Linked DNA regions of Mus musculus: regions 1 and 3 are each linked to region 2. Evidence: chromatin contacts called from public Hi-C and HiChIP or PLAC-seq data. All regions are on one chromosome and are shown on one strand. Each heading gives the region's core, a stretch centred on a gene start, on an enhancer-like site or on the middle of the called end of the contact. The rest is flanking DNA. Distances are from core to core; before and after follow the strand shown.

Region 1 (2,700 bases), core at 4-2,503, 540 kb before region 2:
CATGGATGCCGCAGTTATATGTTCTTTGTCAACCTCTGTAATGTCTTGTATAGGAATAGAGAAAAGAGACACAATCGTGAGAACAATCTACCCTGCCCATAGTTCTTAAAGTACCCATTTTAAATGACACAGTAAAATGTTAAATAGAATAATAACAGCAATGCCTTTTCATTTGAGAAGTATTTTTTTCAAATCCACTATGAAGCTTATTTAGCAAGTTAGTCTTGCAGATGGATGTAAAACTCTGATGACACTCCTGTTAGCTTTCCCACATTGACTCATGATTAAGGGATGTGTCTGTCAGAGTAGACCTGGCTATCACATGCACCTGTCCTTGAAGACAGACAGAGCTCTGTTCTAGCTTTCTGAATTGGATTTTAAATTTCCAGAAACTATCTTGCTGGTAGTCCAATTTCTGTTAAGCACTAATTTAATTTTTTTTTCAGGTTTCTGGCCTGTGGCTCCATGCTAATTTGTCAGACTGCCGGTGCCATATTGATTAAGTAGTTATATTCTTAAGGATTTTCCAACTAAAAGCAGCCTTATTAGTTGGACAGGGTATGAAAGCTCAGCATGTTTAGGCTTCATTCTGCAATCTCCTTTTACAGTGCTGTTTTTGCAAATTATTTCGCACAACAGTCTTGTGAGGTAGACTAATGATGTTGTCCGGAACTCTAGGTTTCCAAAAGGGTACATGGTGTGTTTTGAGAAAGCAGCAGGGCCAGAAATAGAATCCATAGATCCTAGAGCTCAGGCAGCCATGTCTTATCACCCATTCAACACGTCTGCCTGGCTTTTAATTAAAGTTTAAGCGACACTGCAGAAGAACGGCTTTGGTTGGACTGAAGGTGGAGGCCGGCTGCTGTCTTAGGGAGATCGTATGTTCTCTTCCCTTTAGAGGGGATATGGAGGTGGGCATCTGAGAAGCTGCTGAAATCAAACTCTTTGAACTCGAAGGTTATTTAGTTTAGCTCTTTGTTTTGTGGATAAGGAAAGCTAGGCCTGGAGACACTAAGAGACTTCTCTAGCACCTTAATACAAAACTAGGTCTGTATCCGAGAGGCATCCAGCTCTTGAGATGCAGGCTTCTGCTCTCTCCTCCTTGAATTGTGTTTTAACACTGGATCCACCGTCATTTTCCATCGAGTTGCAAAGGGGATGAGGAATAATTAGTCAGTGCCTGACACAGCGTGAGTTTGAGGTGTTTTCCAGCTTAAACGAACCCAAGAGCTTGAAATAGCTGATACCAGAAGGTGAGATAACAGTAAAGGGTGAGTAATGTCTTCTGTTTCTCCAAGCACTCTTGCGAGTTGTGTAACTAGCAAATGCTTACAAAAACTCGGAGTGAAACAGATCTTCAAACTGTTACTGCAGATTGTGAAGCAGCGTGTATGTAAGGAAGAAGAATATAGTGTATAACTTTTTAGGTGAAAAAGCCCAATGCTGGAAAAATAAGACAATGCAGTACTTGCTTCTGAAAATTTATTTTGGTGCCAGGGTTTCTCATAGTCTTTCACAGTTTCCATTAAATTTATTTTTAGCATAAATAAATGTATGGAGAAGATGTAGAATTGTGACAAGTGAAACACTATTTCTATATCAATTCCATAAGGTGTATTAAAAATTACAAAATCTCCTGTTTCAAAATGTAAAAATACATACTTTTATAAAATTTAAAGTATTTATGTATACTCCTATTAGAGCCATCCGACCCTGTATGTGACCCATGTTCTGGGCCAACAGACACCAATACATTTTAGAAGTTGAGGAGTAGAAACTAAGTCACCACTCAAACCCTTAAAATTTACCAACAGCCCACAGAGGTTTATGACAAGTACATGTATAAATATTTGTGATGTTAGAAGTATTTAAAATATGAAACAACTTATTTTATATTAATTTTATATTAATTCATTTTACATTAGCAGTAAGTCATCAAATGTCATGGTGGCCAAAGCCAAAACTTTATACTGAGAATGGAGGTTTTATATTATATATATTTTTGGCAATTATTCTTTTGATTAGTAGATAACAGGGCCTCATGCCCGTGTGTGAACCAGAGTGTTATCATGTGCTGTTCTTCTTAAAGTGTCCGAAGCACGAGTCCCCACACAGAAGAGAAGTGTATGTTAGTGGTCTTAGATAACTGAAAAGTATTTTTCTTTGGGACTACCATGAACCTCTTTAAGACAAAGCATGAACCATTGTGTCAGTGAGCTTTTACCATAAAGGCTGTGTCCAGGTTGTACTTGGAATGTGTCTTGACTCATATGGAATTATGTAAATACATACATTGACCATTCAGAAAATGGTCTTGCTGGGCTTCTACAGATCTCACTTTTAGCAAAAAATTCATATAAGCATCAATACTGATCACATGAAGAAAGAATTTAAACAACGGAAATCTTCTAATTTCATGATGGTGGACAGAAAATTTCCAAAATTCTGATTTTTTTTTTAAACCTGAAAATTTTCATCGGCCACATATACTGAAAAAAAAAAAAAAAAAAAAAAGAAAAGAAATAGAGCCCCTGCATTTGGGATTTACATTTAGTTTATTTTCAAAAAATGTCAATAAATACTAAAGTCTCAAGAAATCACAATTTTTCTATGTATCAGTGATTCTTTAGTCAAAGTCTGCAAGTCTGTGAGACTCACTAGGAAACTGGTTTTCCCTGAGAAGATAACTAGATCATAGCT
Region 2 (2,700 bases), core at 200-2,699:
TTATCTATGAAAGAGCATGGCTTTTGAAAACCTTAGGTCAGGTGGGCGCTTGGGGGTGTGCCGAGATGAAGCCACCATGCCACAAAGCCCAATTGCTGGTCACTGTTTTATATGGAACCGTAAGCTGAAGGAGCCTGGGAGAGACGAGGATTGCATTTCCCTTCCTATGTGGTAGAGCTGAGTGGTACGTTCCCCCTTTGTCTAAGTTCTGCTAACCAGACCCTCTTGCAGGTCCTCCCCATCTCCCTCCTCCACGCCAAGGAGACTGTGACATTGATAGAGACCCAATGGCATCGCAGGCTCTTGGCATAGCTCCTCTTTCCCCACATATAGAAAGAAACCATACTGGCTTTCATAGAGATCTTGGCTTCTATGTGAAGTCATCTTTGTCATAGACTGACCCCAAAAACTCAGGTTTTCCAGTGAGACTGTTTCCAGTTTCGTCTGCCACTCATTTCTGTACTCAAGAGACATTGCGTGTCAATCATGTGCTGACTGCTGTAGGTGCTAGGCCGGGAGAAGATGAGCCCCACCCTCCAGCAGCCCTGAGTCTAGCCGCAAACACCAATTATCCTCTGTTTAACCTGCCTTGCCCTTAGGGGCCCAGGATGTGAACAGGAAACAGGCATTCAGGCAGATGGGGTCCTTCCCTCTCCAGCTCCACTGGCCTCATTTTGGTTAGTCTTGTCCCTGACTTTGACTTCCCATCTTGAAGCTCAACCCTTCTTGCCTTTGCCCCCGCCACAGTCGCCAGAACTGTCAGTTTTGCCTGAGCCATGTTTTCAGCCTCTCCTATCCGTCAGTCACGGCCTTGATAGCTGTCACTGGTCAAGTGGCCAACTGGTTCCCCTAGCCTCGGGCTCTCCATCCTCAGTCCCGCTGCCATTTTTCCTACGCGGTCATTTTCCTAAAATAGAAATGAGATTGCATCACTCCTTATTTAGAGACAATCATCAAGTCACTAAGCTCTCGGTGTGACTGGGCTTCACACCATCTGCAGGCACTTGGCTTAGGAAGAAGTGTCGTTGAAAGCAAGATGACTCAGCCAGGGACTATGAAGGGCTGACTCAGGGCTCTCATCATAACTGCCCCTTAGAATCCTAAGAGCTCGTGTGACCCGCAGATGCCAGCACTACTCGCCCAGCCCAGACCATTGACTCTGAATGTCAGATGAAGTCTGGGTGGCCAGGCAGGGGGACTCACCGGAGATTTGAACTTTGAGTTGGATTATGGGGGGAAGGTAGCATGAGACTCTGTCTCTTTTTCAGAACTGCTCTTCTTCACTTTCAGATATCCCTGCAACATCACTTTCTTTCCCTAAGTTCCCTGAAATGGCTTAGTAAGTATGTCTAATTATCAGTCAATCACCAGCAGGAATCACCAGGCAGATGCTGTGCTCAGATCAGAAGACTCCTCCCACGTGCGCTTCAGGGGCAGTACCTCAGCCAGTACAAGTCTGACTTGGGAGGGGCCTGGAGCGGCACGTGACCCGCCTTTCCATCCCACCTCTCCTCACAGATGCTTTCTAAGTAGTTTGACCCCTCCTGTACCAAGAAATTGATCCTGTCAGCTATAGTTATCTTTTTCGCATAAAATCTCTCTCGTGGTTTATTTTATTGGGGATCTTCACCCCCTCCTCTGCCCTCCTCGATGCCTGCAGCGCTGGGCCGCACTGCAAGTTCCAAGAATGATTTCTAGATCTCTCTCCCTGCCAGACTTGGGAGAGCTTCATTTTCACATCGTGCTTTGGCTGCAAGGGTTAACTTTCCATTTCAGGAGGGGAGTGTGGGGTTTCCTTCCCAATATCTGTATGATCCAGTATGTGTTTATACTCACGGCCCCTGCCACACAGGTCCTTCCCCCTCATCTCTCATTTCCTTCACACCAGAAGTCAGACCATTTCTGTAGCAGACAGAGTCTGCGGGAGCTGTTGTTCACAGCTGGTGAGGGAAAGGAACAACTGGGGAAGAAAAAGAAAAGCAAGAGACCAAAAGGACAAAGGGCTCTTCAGGCAGAGGGAGCTGTTGCCACAGGCTTGCGGAAGAACTCAGGGCTCCTGCAGGCTGCTGTAGGCTTTTTGTTTTTTGTGGCAGTGAACCCAGTCACCCCTTGTTTATTGAGTCCTGTGAGCTTGGTACAGCTCTCTAAGGCTGCCGGTTCCATATCTAAGCATTCTCCTTGCAAAGGCATCTGTCATGGAAATGAAGCTATTTGCACAAAGCAGAACTAACACTGAAGGGAGGAATACAAGCCAAGAGACACAGAATTAAGACATAAATATTCAGAGCCGAGACCTCTAGCCTGGGCTTTGTGTGAGGAGAACCAGAGAGCCTGGCTAGGTCTGCTTCGGGCAGGGCAGCGGATGGCTGGTGAAGGAGAAAGGAGTGAGCCACCACTGAGGAGAGGAGGTGGGACTGAGTTGGTGGGACTGGGGAGGGAGAGAATTTCTTGACATTGTCTGTGTTTAGGACTGCGATCTGTCTTCCACACCTTTTCAGTTCACTACACTGACTATCTTGGAGAGGTAGGCTGTACTTTGAATGTGACTTCAAGCTGAAGAAAGGCCCGGCCAGCTCATTCTAATAAGGACTATAGATACGGGTAACATCCTTGTAGACACCAGTCTACAGTCTTGAGGATGAGCTGGCAAGAAACTAGGGAGAGAATGTGAGACGATCAAAACACAGTTCTCAGGATGGT
Region 3 (2,700 bases), core at 191-2,690, 740 kb before region 2:
TCTTTTCTTTCGTTCTTTCTTTGTTTCTTTGTTTCTTTCTTCCTTTCTAGCATTTAGAAATAATGCCTTTTGCATCTTTTTTTTTCTCCCTTTATCTTCAGCAAACAAAGCAGTGTCCTATACTTTGAGGCTCAACTACAGCAGATGTATCGAAGCCATTGTGATTTTCTAGGTGAGCTGATATACAGTGAATATATATTAATTACTCAGATAATAGGTGAATTGTTACTTACCATTGTAATGAATTCAGCCTCATGTTTCCAGATAACTCCATGTTGTACGACAGAAGTTACAGCAGCAAATCTCTACTGGAAGAGTATGGAAATCTCTACTGGACCGGTGTGTAAAGTAGACACTGGGCATATAAGCGTGCTTATAGAGTTGTCCTGGTGCCGGACTGCTACTAGAGTTTAGAGCATGAATAGAGTTAGCATGGTGTTGTTCTGAGAGGACGTGCAGTTGCAGATGAAGTTCTTGGTAGGGGCTTTGGCACCAAAGGTTTTATTGATCTTTCCTGTTCCCAGATACACAACATCCCAGACAGTGCAATCTGTGCCTAGAACTGACCGTTGCAAGGGTTATCAGCCACTACAGTGTTACACTCCATGATCTCCCCGTTATGGCTGGCAAAGATTAAAAAGACCTCATGATTGACTTGATCAGAGTGAGTACTGCTACAATGAGAGCCTAATGAATAGAATTTGGAGGGCTGTCGTTATTCCTGAGAAACTTATAACAGCAAAGCACGACCCAGTTCAGAAACCTGCACTTTATTCAGCTAAAGTGTAGGGCAGAAAAGGGCCAGGACACCCCATGTCTGCCACTGGGAGGTGTGGGGGAGTCAGAAGACAGGCTGCATAGAGCAGGAGCCATAGCCTTTGTCTCAAGAGGCTCCAAGCATGGTGAGAACAAAGGAAAGAATCACGCACCACTTTTCTATGGAGGGAGTTATGGTGCACATGTTTAAATATAAGCTGAAGACCCAGGTGTGGGAGAGGCAAGAAGATCAGAAATTCACTGGCATCTTTGGACTCCAAGGTATTTGAGGCCACCTTGGGCTGTGTGAGACCCAGTTTCTGAACAAATAAATTAGAAAGCAAAAACATAAAAAAGAATGCAGTAAAAACTCATTTTCTTTCCTGCAGCCTCTTCTCTCTAGAGGCAACCTTATTAACAGTTTCTTGGGCATTTTTTTTTCCTGAAATACTTTATGCACAAAATTATATATTCAGCTGTTGTGTGTATGCTCTTTGAAAAGCGCATATCGTATTAAAGCACACCCACCTCCCGTTCTCTCGTAAAAATCTTGCCTTTGAGCAAGGCACTTGGCCAAGGGGGCGCAGGCTGAGAGCTGAAATTTGGTAAGCCATGTTCTCAGGTGGCTCCTGAGTCTGCCTGAAAGGGGAGCCATTTCTTCTCGTGGAAGGTACAGTGTGTGGTCCTGGGCTTGTTTTATCAGTATAGCTACCCGCTCTCTCTCATCATCGCCCAGTAGTTTGCTGTAGTGAACAAATAACACTTTAACTAGCTTCTTATTGGCGGGCATTTCAGTTCTTTTGCTTTTTTTTTTCCTCATGGGGGAAAAAGTGGAGCCAATTTCCTTGTCTGCACATTGTGTACAGCTGCGTGAGTGTGTCTGTGGATTGAGTTTGGCGCGCTGGTCTTGAGGTTCTGAGCGATGTGGTTTCAGAACAGAAACAAAACATGTTGATTTGAAAAGACTCGTGCGCCGGGGGTGTTTTTTTCTTTGATTTTTGTAAACAATATTCCAAATTCTCATGCTTTTCAGCCTCAGTAATTGCTTTCCAGCTGCTCTGGGAGCGCTTGCGTCTCACGGTCCCTAATCATCTTAGCGGGGGGGCCCCAGCCTCTGTCCCCTGTCCTCACCCTCTGTCAGCAGGACCCTGGACACCACGGCCCATTTCCTTGCTCTTGGGGAGATTGTTAATCAGAATGCTCAATATCTACCACTTGACATTTACAGAAGGGTGTGGTCAGTATGACACATTTGGAGAGCTTGGCTCTTCCCCGTTAAATTTCAATGTATTTTCTGTCTCTCCAAAACACAGAGATAATTTAATCTCAAATGAAGAGACTTCAACAGAAGAATCTCTATTCACAGGTTAAATGGGTGTGGAGATCTTCCCGGAATGGTTGCTTGAGCCTAGAATCTAAACTTTTGTCTGCCTGCTTGAGGTAGCAGGCCTCTCTAGACTCTTTTAAAGCTCCATGGCTTTGCAATAGAGATCATTTATAAGTTTGCTGTTGACATTTATAGCCAGTTAAGTAGCTAGCTATCAGCAAGTTAAATAATCACTCCCGAAAACTTGACGCAGAGCCAGTCTTCAAGATACAGGTGTGGGATGCCCATTTTTGAAACATTCCACGTTCACACTTAACATATGTAAAAATATACGAGGGGATTTCCTAGGTCTTCATCTATATTATAATTAGAGTTGTGTCTGCATGTTTTCTCATAAAGCTCTTTGCTAGTCTTGGTGCTGAATACTAAATTGGTATTTACACAAGCAAAGCACCCTTAAGCCACAGTCACTGCCCCGCCTCTCCTAACTAAAGCCTAAATCCTTCTACTTGACATATGCAAAGAACTGCAGGGAAATGACACTAGGGAACTTGAGCAACCCGGCTAATTCATTCAACTATTCTTTCTTAAGGAAATAATTCTCTGATGGCAGTTTG

The links. Hi-C and Micro-C count contacts between places; a contact is called where the count stands out from the background. HiChIP or PLAC-seq counts read pairs in DNA pulled down with a chosen protein or histone mark.
Region 1: a Hi-C map of the N1E-115 cell line shows a contact between it and region 2, with 7 times the contacts expected there. The contact joins two enhancer-like sites. A contact is called at or near these places in 1 of 484 Hi-C or Micro-C datasets (the N1E-115 cell line) and 1 of 115 datasets of contacts at active chromatin or transcription factors (embryonic basal ganglia).
Region 3: an H3K27ac HiChIP or PLAC-seq map of SST interneurons shows a contact between it and region 2, with 6 times the contacts expected there. The contact joins two enhancer-like sites. A contact is called at or near these places in 3 of 115 datasets of contacts at active chromatin or transcription factors (SST interneurons, fibro-adipogenic progenitors and stem cell-derived neural progenitor cells).

What each region holds. Positions count from the first base shown.
Region 1 is chr4:34,121,719-34,124,418 of GRCm38.p6, reverse strand. No RefSeq gene overlaps it. Among named protein-coding and RNA genes, the nearest start is that of Gm25623, 37 kb to the right of the region's middle. Within about 2 kb of position 1,253, at least 5 of the 459 cell types and tissues checked have an H3K27ac peak or open chromatin away from gene starts, as enhancers often do. A contact at or near this core is called in the N1E-115 cell line, where this site is marked.
Region 2 is chr4:33,586,115-33,588,814 of GRCm38.p6, reverse strand. No RefSeq gene overlaps it. Among named protein-coding and RNA genes, the nearest start is that of Gm32955, 15 kb to the left of the region's middle. Within about 2 kb of position 1,449, at least 136 of the 459 cell types and tissues checked have an H3K27ac peak or open chromatin away from gene starts, as enhancers often do. A contact at or near this core is called in the N1E-115 cell line and SST interneurons, where this site is marked.
Region 3 is chr4:34,327,296-34,329,995 of GRCm38.p6, reverse strand. No RefSeq gene overlaps it. Among named protein-coding and RNA genes, the nearest start is that of Gm33286, 21 kb to the right of the region's middle. Within about 2 kb of position 1,440, at least 10 of the 459 cell types and tissues checked have an H3K27ac peak or open chromatin away from gene starts, as enhancers often do. A contact at or near this core is called in SST interneurons, where this site is marked.